2 separate regions of the Pan troglodytes genome follow, and region 1 is linked to region 2. A link is a contact called in public HiChIP or PLAC-seq data. All regions are on one chromosome and are shown on one strand. The core of a region is the stretch at or near the end of the contact, and the rest is flanking DNA. Distances in the headings are between cores, read along the strand shown. Region 1 holds the start of PSMC3IP (PSMC3 interacting protein). Region 2 holds the start of TUBG2 (tubulin gamma 2).

Evidence for each region. HiChIP or PLAC-seq counts read pairs in DNA pulled down with a chosen protein or histone mark.
Region 1: a contact with region 2 is called in an H3K4me3 HiChIP or PLAC-seq map of stem cell-derived excitatory neurons, with 4 times the contacts expected there. The contact joins the promoter of PSMC3IP here to the promoter of TUBG2 in region 2. A contact is called at or near these places in 1 of 7 Hi-C or Micro-C datasets (a lymphoblastoid cell line) and 1 of 1 datasets of contacts at active chromatin or transcription factors (stem cell-derived excitatory neurons).

The regions. Positions count from the first base shown.
Region 1 is chr19:25,563,807-25,567,823 of NHGRI_mPanTro3-v2.0_pri, forward strand. It overlaps PSMC3IP (PSMC3 interacting protein), which reads left to right and starts at 2,556. Exons shown (of 8, transcript XM_001164255.8): 1 at 2,556-2,825; 2 at 2,917-3,017; 3 at 3,173-3,262. The coding sequence starts at 2,645. It overlaps RETREG3 (reticulophagy regulator family member 3), which reads left to right. Exons shown (of 9, transcript XM_001162621.7): 9 at 1-962.
Region 2 is chr19:25,483,721-25,487,794 of NHGRI_mPanTro3-v2.0_pri, forward strand. It overlaps TUBG2 (tubulin gamma 2), which reads right to left and starts at 1,668. Exons shown (of 12, transcript NM_001280297.1): 1 at 1,400-1,668; 2 at 1,006-1,118; 3 at 636-803; 4 at 245-313. The coding sequence starts at 1,448.

The DNA of each region.
Region 1 (4,017 bases), core at 1,306-3,805, 81 kb after region 2:
CATCTGGCCATCAGCCTCAGCAGTGAGCAAAGCAATACCATACTCATTTCTATGTTCCTGTTCCTTCCTCTGCTCCTCCTTTGGAGAAGCAGTAATTCATGGGGGATGATACAGTCGCACTTTACAAATGGCTCCATGTCATTCATCCCAAGGGCCATAATCTCTTGCACCACCTATTCTTACTTCCTGTTCAGCTCCTTTACAGCTTTTATTTTCAACTGCTTCCCAACTTGGTGGGGCCTCCTTTAAGGATGAGCCAATAGTAAGAATGTGGCTGTAATCAGCAGAGACCCCTCTGAGGGGTATCTGTTCTGCAGCCCCTAGTAAAATCATGTGATGTGAGACAGAAACCTAAACATGGTACTTGATTCTAAACCTGTGCCAGTCTATAGCCTCTGCCTCCCCAATCAGAGCTCAAGCCAAACGCTTCTGTCCTCTTTCCTTCTGCATTAACCCTTTGCTGATCCTCAGGGGCCACTCCCCCAACACCCCTGTACTTGGGTGAGGGATGTTGGACAGAGCCTGTTTTCATGTACTGCAGGTGGGGGTGTGCTGACATGTTTGCTCTTGGTTGATGGAGAAGGTACAGAGGCCAGGGAGTGAAAATGGTTGACAGAAGAGGGAAGAGTTAGGTGTCTCATAGTCACTCATAGTGGGGTGGTCAGGGGTAATGGCATCTCCCCACTTTAGGCTTCTCAAACAGACTTTTGACACCTCTCTTCTCAAGTTCAGAGCTGTGATGTGGAAAGACAGGAGGTGTGGGGAAGGAGGGGGATTTCGTGTGTTTGCATGAGTGTGCGCTTCAGGCCTTGGGAGTTGGCAAGAGGGAGGGAAGGAAGGAGAGCAAAGTCTTCGGAAGGTGTTTCTTGTACCTGAGGGATCCTGCCCTGAATCTCCATAGTCTCCACTGTGAACTGAGGAGGGGAGGGGTGTGCTGGGGAATAAATCTTGTATGAGAACAATCTTTAAGAGACTGATGCTGAATGGTGTCCTACCCTTGATAGGTCTTCTCTTGTAAATCTGAGTTCTGATTAATTTGAAGTGATAGCCTTAAAAGAGGAAGCCCAGGTATGAGGGACCCACCAGCCCACCCCTATTTTTACTTCGTGATGGCCAGAACATCACCATAGTATGAGGCTACTTTCCTTCTTGTGAGAGCCCCACCATCAGTATAACTGGCACTCTTGGCTAGTACTTAGCCTGTATTTCCTTCATTTCTAATTTCTTTTTTTTTTTTTCTGAGACGGAGTCTTGGTCTGTCGCCCAGGCTGGAGTGCAGTGGTGCGATCTCTCACTGCAAGCTCCGCCTCCCGGGTTCACGCCATTCTCCTGCCTCAGCCTCCCGAGTAGCTGGGACTACAGGCGCCCGCCACTACGCCTGGCTAATTTTTTGTATTTTTAGTAGAGATGGGGTTTTCACAGTGTTAGCCAGGATGGTCTCGATCTCCTGACCTCGTGATCCGCCCGCCTTGGCCTCCCAAAGTGCTGGGATTGCAGGCGTGAGCCACCGCGCTCGGCCCTTTCATTTCTAATTCTTAATATTGTCTCCTAAACGTGCAGAGACAAGCACATGTTTTAAAGGCTAAGGAGGTTGTAGGTAGCAGAAGGCTTTAAAAAGTAGCACCTTACTCCACTGGATGGTTTGAGCTGCAGGGACAGCTGCTCTTTGGCCTTCAGCTCACCTCAGAAACTAGAAATATTTATTTCAGGCTCTGTCCCATTGGCCACTGTGGTCAGGGGTGGAAAGCACCTGCCAGGTGTTGCCCTGAGATTGTCTGGGCTAACAAACTTTTCCACAAGCTTTGTGGTTGAACAGTAGCCCCCTCCTAACCCTATCGTTCCTTGGCGTCCAAACTACAGTAGGTGTCGAGTGCCCCCTGGGTGCGAACCTCGGTATTAGGCAAATAAGGGTGGTTGCTCTCCAAGGCGCTTAGCTGTCCCCCCTTCCCACTTTTTTTTTGTTGTTGTTCGAGACTGCGTCTCGCTCTGTCGCCAGGATGGGGTGCAGTGGCGCGCTCATAGTGGCTCACTGCAGCCTCGATGTCCGGGGCTCTGGTGACCCTCCCACCTCAGCCTCCAGAGTAGCTGGGACCACAGAAGCGCGCCACCACGTTTAATTTTTTGTACTTTATTTGCAGAGATGGGGTTTCATGTTGCCCAGACTGGTATCGAATTCCTGGGCTCAAACGATCCGCCCGCCTCAGCCTCCCAAAGTGATAGGATTGCAGGGGTGACATGCCACTGCGCCCGACCAAGGCGCTTAGCTTTCTATTGTTTTCACAACCACTTTCCTACTACTATCTACTGTTCCTATTTTACAAATGACAAAACTAACCGACAAAAGAGCACTGGACCGTGGGACCAGAGCACGTCCCTGTGGGGTAACCTTGAGCTGGTCGCTTGCCCAGGGCGGCAGCGGATGTCTGAAGCGTCTTCCAGTCCCAACATTAGACCTAACTCAAGGTCACCAGCGCTCAGCTGCGGCTGGAACTGGGTCTCGAAACTTGAAGGCCTTCTCTGCTACAGCCTTCGTTCCCGGGAGCAGAAAGAGGAAGTTTCTTAGCCGTGGGCACGCCGGCGCCTTCGCAGAGGCCCATGGCTTGAGGTCCGGCCCGGATGCGCAAGTTCCGACCTGAAATGAACTATGGAGTCCGGGAGGGGTCGCTTTGCCCCTCCGGAAGGCTTCCCCTTCAGCCAATCACCGTTCGAGGCCCGCCCCCGTCGCCGGAAGGAGCCGTCGCCCCGAGCAACTACAACGTCCGGCTTTCTGAGTTGGGTGGCGGGAAAGGCGATGAGTAAAGGCCGGGCAGAAGCTGCGGCGGGAGGTAACGGCGGCGTGGGCGCGGGGAAGACCCGGGAGGGCAGTGGGTGAGGAGGTCGGTTGAGTGGCCCCCTCCCCTGCCTTTCTCTCCGTAGCCGCCGGGATCCTCCTGAGGTACCTGCAGGAGCAGAACCGGCCCTACAGCTCCCAGGATGTGTTCGGGAACCTACAGCGGGAACACGGATTGGGCAAGGCGGTGAGGACCTTCTCCCGGGATTCCCTCTCCGTCGGACTCCCTGGATTCAGGCTGGGGTCGTGCCCTTTGGAGCCTTGGGCGTTTTCCACATCACTGGCTGGATTTCCCCAGACCCAGGCTCAGACTCCTCTGATTGCTCCTCTCTCCTCTGCCAGGTGGTGGTGAAGACGCTGGAGCAGCTGGCGCAACAAGGCAAGATCAAAGAGAAGATGTACGGCAAGCAGAAGATCTATTTTGCGGATCAGGTGAGGAGAACCTGCGCCGATTGTCACCCATGAGAGCCCGACAACGGGTGAATCTACTCCTAGTGTGAACTCTTTGGGGACAAGGCCCCCCATGGAAAACTCACCTGTCTTAGGCCACCATCCTTAAATCAAGGTGTGTACTCCTCTTGTTAGGATCCCAACTTCACGAGGTTTCCAGATTTACAATATGATGGATGACAGAAGATTCTGTATTGTTGCTACCAAGATCCATTTCCGCTCCAAAGCTCTTATTCCTTATCATCTACATTAGCAACACCCTCTGCCAAATGATGTTCCTCCTGCCTCCATCCGATTCTCTAAACACACATATCAAATTTATATTCTCCAGCCCAGACCTCCAGCTGGAATCTGTCAGGCATTAATATCAGAGTCAAAATTGCCACAGTAGAATGCCTCATCTTCCCCCCACCCCGGACTGGTTTCTTTCTAACATTCTCCTCCCCTAATGGAATTACTCTTCACCCAAACCAGAAACTTGGGAGCAATTCTTGACTTCCTTTACTAGTCAACCATCAAGTCCAGCTGATTTTTCCGTTTTTTATTTTTTTTATTTTTTTTATTTTTATAGAGATGGGTCTTACTGTGCTGCCCAGGTTGGTCCCAACTCCTGGGCTCAAGTGATCCTCCTGTCTTGGCCTCCCAAAGTGCTGGGAGGACAGGCGTGAACCACAGAGACTGGCTGATTTTTCCATTCTTGAATCCACTCTCCTTTCCATCTGCCATGGTTGCTCTAG
Region 2 (4,074 bases), core at 418-2,917:
AAGGTTTGGAGCTGGAGAAGCAGCTGAATGACTCATGCCTAAGGGGCCGGTGCCATTCAGATTTATGACTTCCTTGAGAACAAAGATTATATCTTATTCACCTCAATATCCCACATCTGATGCTCCATAAACGGGTTTTGAATTGAATTGCTCCCCTCATATTACCTATCCAGGCCACCTCCTGACCTTTCCCCAGCACTCTTCGGCCTCCCTGCCCATTCCTTCCCCCACTCCATAACTTCACCTCCAAACTGTCACTTCCATCTGCTTCTCGGTCTATGATGTCAAAGATGTCTTCATGAATTTTCTCACCCTGTATAGAGATATGGAAAGGGAGGGTCAGGCCAAAGGTTCCAGAGAGCATCTTTTCTCAGCACAGCACCAAGAATTCTGTCTACCCTGGAATATTGTTGCCACCCTGAAGCAGAGCCTAGGCTGTAGCCCTCAACCCAGAAGTGCTACTATTGCAAATGATTTGCACAAAATTTGCATAAACCTCTCCCTGGCTGTCCCTCTTGTTCGGGGCATCCTTTTGTCTCTTATTTTCTGTCAGTCCGGTCAAATTCCTAGTAGCTTGAGCCTGCCTTGCCTCTGGATGGGAATATCAAAGGTCTCTGGAATGGTCGCCTGGACACCTGGGAGAATCCGCTGGCCCAGTTGTTGCCAGCTCCTCCTCCATGTTCCGACAGGTAGATGTTCTCTGGGTTGTAGAGCTTGGCATAGGGGGAGTTGAGGATGGAGTGGATCACCCGGGGTTCCAAGTCCAGCAGCACAGCCCGGGGGATGTAGTGCTCATCGTCTGCCTGTCAAGGGGAGTCCAGGAGGGGGCCCAATCAGCTAGGGCGGCCCAAGTCCGAAGTCCTCCCAACTCTGGCTCCCTCCGGCCCTCCCTCCTCAAGCCAGCCGCCTGGCCCTACTGCCCAGCGGGGTTCCCAGTACCAGGCCACTCCCTTCCCTTCCGCCCCCTTGGGCCACTGCCGCCCCCGGCCAAGTCGCTGGGGGCACCTGGTAGAAAAAGACGTCCTTGCGGTCAGTGCCCTCGGTGGCGAACTCCTCCACGATGCCCTCGGGGCTGATACCATGCTCGGCGCACAGCTGTTTCCAGAACTCGAACCCAACTGGGGGAGGGGGGAGATGCCCGGGTCTGCTGGAGCCTTAAGGCCTGAGGAGCCCAGTTTTAGTCTCAGAGGCTGACACGATCAGAGGGTGGACCCAAGATGCCTGGGTTTGGTAGCTGCCCCAGCCCCGGGCTGGAGGCGCAGCTCTCGGTCTGGGTTATCCAGAGCAGCAGGGCAGGGGGTTCATGGAAGGGAAAGGGGGACTGGTGGAAGCCAGGCACTTGGGTGGGACCCGAAGGGGCAGAACCAGAGACCGGCGGGGCCGGCGCTCGCTTGCTCACTCTGGTTGCCGCACTGGCCCAGCTGCAGGGTGATGATCTCCCGGGGCATCGCTCTTCAGACGTGGGCGCGCCAGCCCCGGCCTGGCGAGAGTCACGGCTGAGACGAATGCCTGGCAGCCAGGCGCGCAGGACGTGGGGAGCGCGCGCTCTCTTCGCCTCTTGACGCGGATGCTCGGTCTGCGCGTGTGCAGCGAAGGCCTCTCCTCGGCCGGTGGGCCGGGGAGCCCAACCTGGGCATCATTTTCTCCCTCAGCAGTCGCAGCTGGAATTCCGCACAGGCGCAGAGTCAGGCCACGCCCGCTCCTGCCCACCGCTCGGCGCCTGCGCAGTGAGACTCGTTGGGGGTGGCAGAGTCGGAACCTGGATGTGTTGGGGAGGAAAGGAACGGGGGAGGGGAGGAAAGGGGAGAAGCGGCCAGGTGGATGTGCTTGTCCACGTGTAAGGAGTCATCTACCTATATTGGTAGGTGAGGACACTGTCAGCTTTGCTAGATCAAAGGGCTAGAAGCCAACTTTTCTTCGTTTAAATTTCTATTTTTTAATGGTGTTACAGTACATACACATGTATGTTACCTTTTTATTTTTTAGAAGGGTCTCGCTCTGTCGCCCAGGCTGGAGTGCAGTGGCGCGATCATAGCTCACTGTAGCCTTGAACTTCTGGCTTAAGTGATCCTCCCACTTCAGTCTCCCGAGTAGCTGGGACTACAGGCGTGTGCTACCACGCCCAGCTAATTTTTAAATTTTTAAAATGTATTTTTGTAGAGATGGGGATCTCACCGTGTTGCCCAAGATGGTCTTAAACTACTGGCCTCAATCAATCCTCCTGCCTTGGCCTCCCAAAATGCTGGGATTACAGGCATGAGCCACCACTCCTGGCCTAAATTTACCATTGTAACCATTTGTAAGTACTGCATACAGTTCTGTGGCACCAAGTACACTCACATTGTTCTGTAACCACCACCACCATTCTTTTCTAGAACTTTCTCATCTTCCCAAACTGAAACTCTATCGCGATTAAACAGTAACTTCCCCTTGACTACTCTAGGCACCTGATATGAGTGGAATTATACAATATTTGTCTTTTTGGGTCTGGCTTCTTTCACTTAACATAATATCTTCAAGATCCTTCCATTTCGTAGCATGTGTCAGAATTTCCTTCCTTTTTACAACTGAATAATATTCCATTGTATAGATGTACCACATTTTGCATAACCATTCATCCCTCCATGGACATTTGGGTTGCTTCCACCCTTTGGCTATTGTGAATGTTGCTGCTTTGAATGTGAGTGTACAAATATCTGTTCGAGTCCCTGCTTTCAATTATTTTGGATATACACCCAGAGGTAGAATTGCTGGATCATATGGTAATTGTGTTTAATGTTCTGAGGAATCGCCATATGATTTTCCATGGTAGCTGCACCATTTTAAATTCCCACCAGCAATGCACAAGGGTTCAGTTAAATAAATTTTATAGGAGGCCATTGATTTGCACTGAGCTCCTGTGCTTGGCTCAACAGACCAAACCAAAATGGAGTCACTCACGCTAAAGTTCCATGTCACTAAGCAACACTAAGTTGTTTATCAAACCTTCAGAGGAATCAGGAGAGGGAAGGAAGAGCCAAAACCCCAAACAAGCCAGTGTTAGCCGGCATGATACGGAAGTCCTTTTACAAGAAAAGTAACTTTGAAAGGACCAATCTGCTTTTTTTCCTTCTGTTTCTATTTTTCTCTACCCTTTTTTGTCCATAAAAACTAACCTGTGCTTGACTCATCTGAACACTCATTCTATTTATTTTATGGAATGAAACGTAGCCTGATCTAGAATCACAAACACTGTAAATGCCACTTAAGATTTTTTTTTTTTTTTTTTGAGACAAAGTCTCACTCTGTTGCCCAGGTTGGAGTGCAGTGGCATGATCTCGGCTCACTACAACCTCTGCCTCTCTCAGGTTCAAGCGATTCTCCTGGCTCAGCCTCCCTAGTAGCTGAGATTACAGGTGTGCACCACCACACCCGGCTAATTTTTTTGTATTTTCAGTAGAGACAGGGGTTTTGTCATGTTGCCCAGACTGGTCTCGAACCCCTGAGCTCAGGTAATCCACCTGCCTCAGCCTCCCAAAGTGCTGGGTTACAGGCATGAGCCACTATGCTCAGCCAGGTAGCCAGGTTACAATCTTTTTTTTTTTTTTTTTTTTTTTTAGATGGAGTTTTGCTCTTGTTGCCCAGGCTGGAGTGCAATGGCTCGATCTCAACTCACCGCAAGCTCCACCTCCCGGGTTCAAGCGATTCTCCTGCCTCAGCTTCCCAAGTAGCTAGGATTACAGGCATGCACCATCACGCCCAGCTAATTTTGTATTTTTAGTAGAGACGGGGTTTCTCCATGTTGGTCGACCTCATGTGATCCACCTGCCTTGGCCTCCCAAAGTGCTGTGGGATTACAGGCATGAGCCACCACACCCAGCCTTTTTTTTTTTTTTTTTTTTTTTTTTGAGATGTAGTCGCACTCTGTAGCCCAGGCTGGAGTGCAATGGCTTAATCTCAGCTCAGTGCAACCTCTGCCTCCCAGGTTCAAGCAATTCTCCTGCTTCAGCCTCCCAAGTACCTGGGATTATAGGCACGCTCCACCATACCCTGCTAATTTTTGTATTTTTAGTAGAGACAGGGTTTCATCATGTT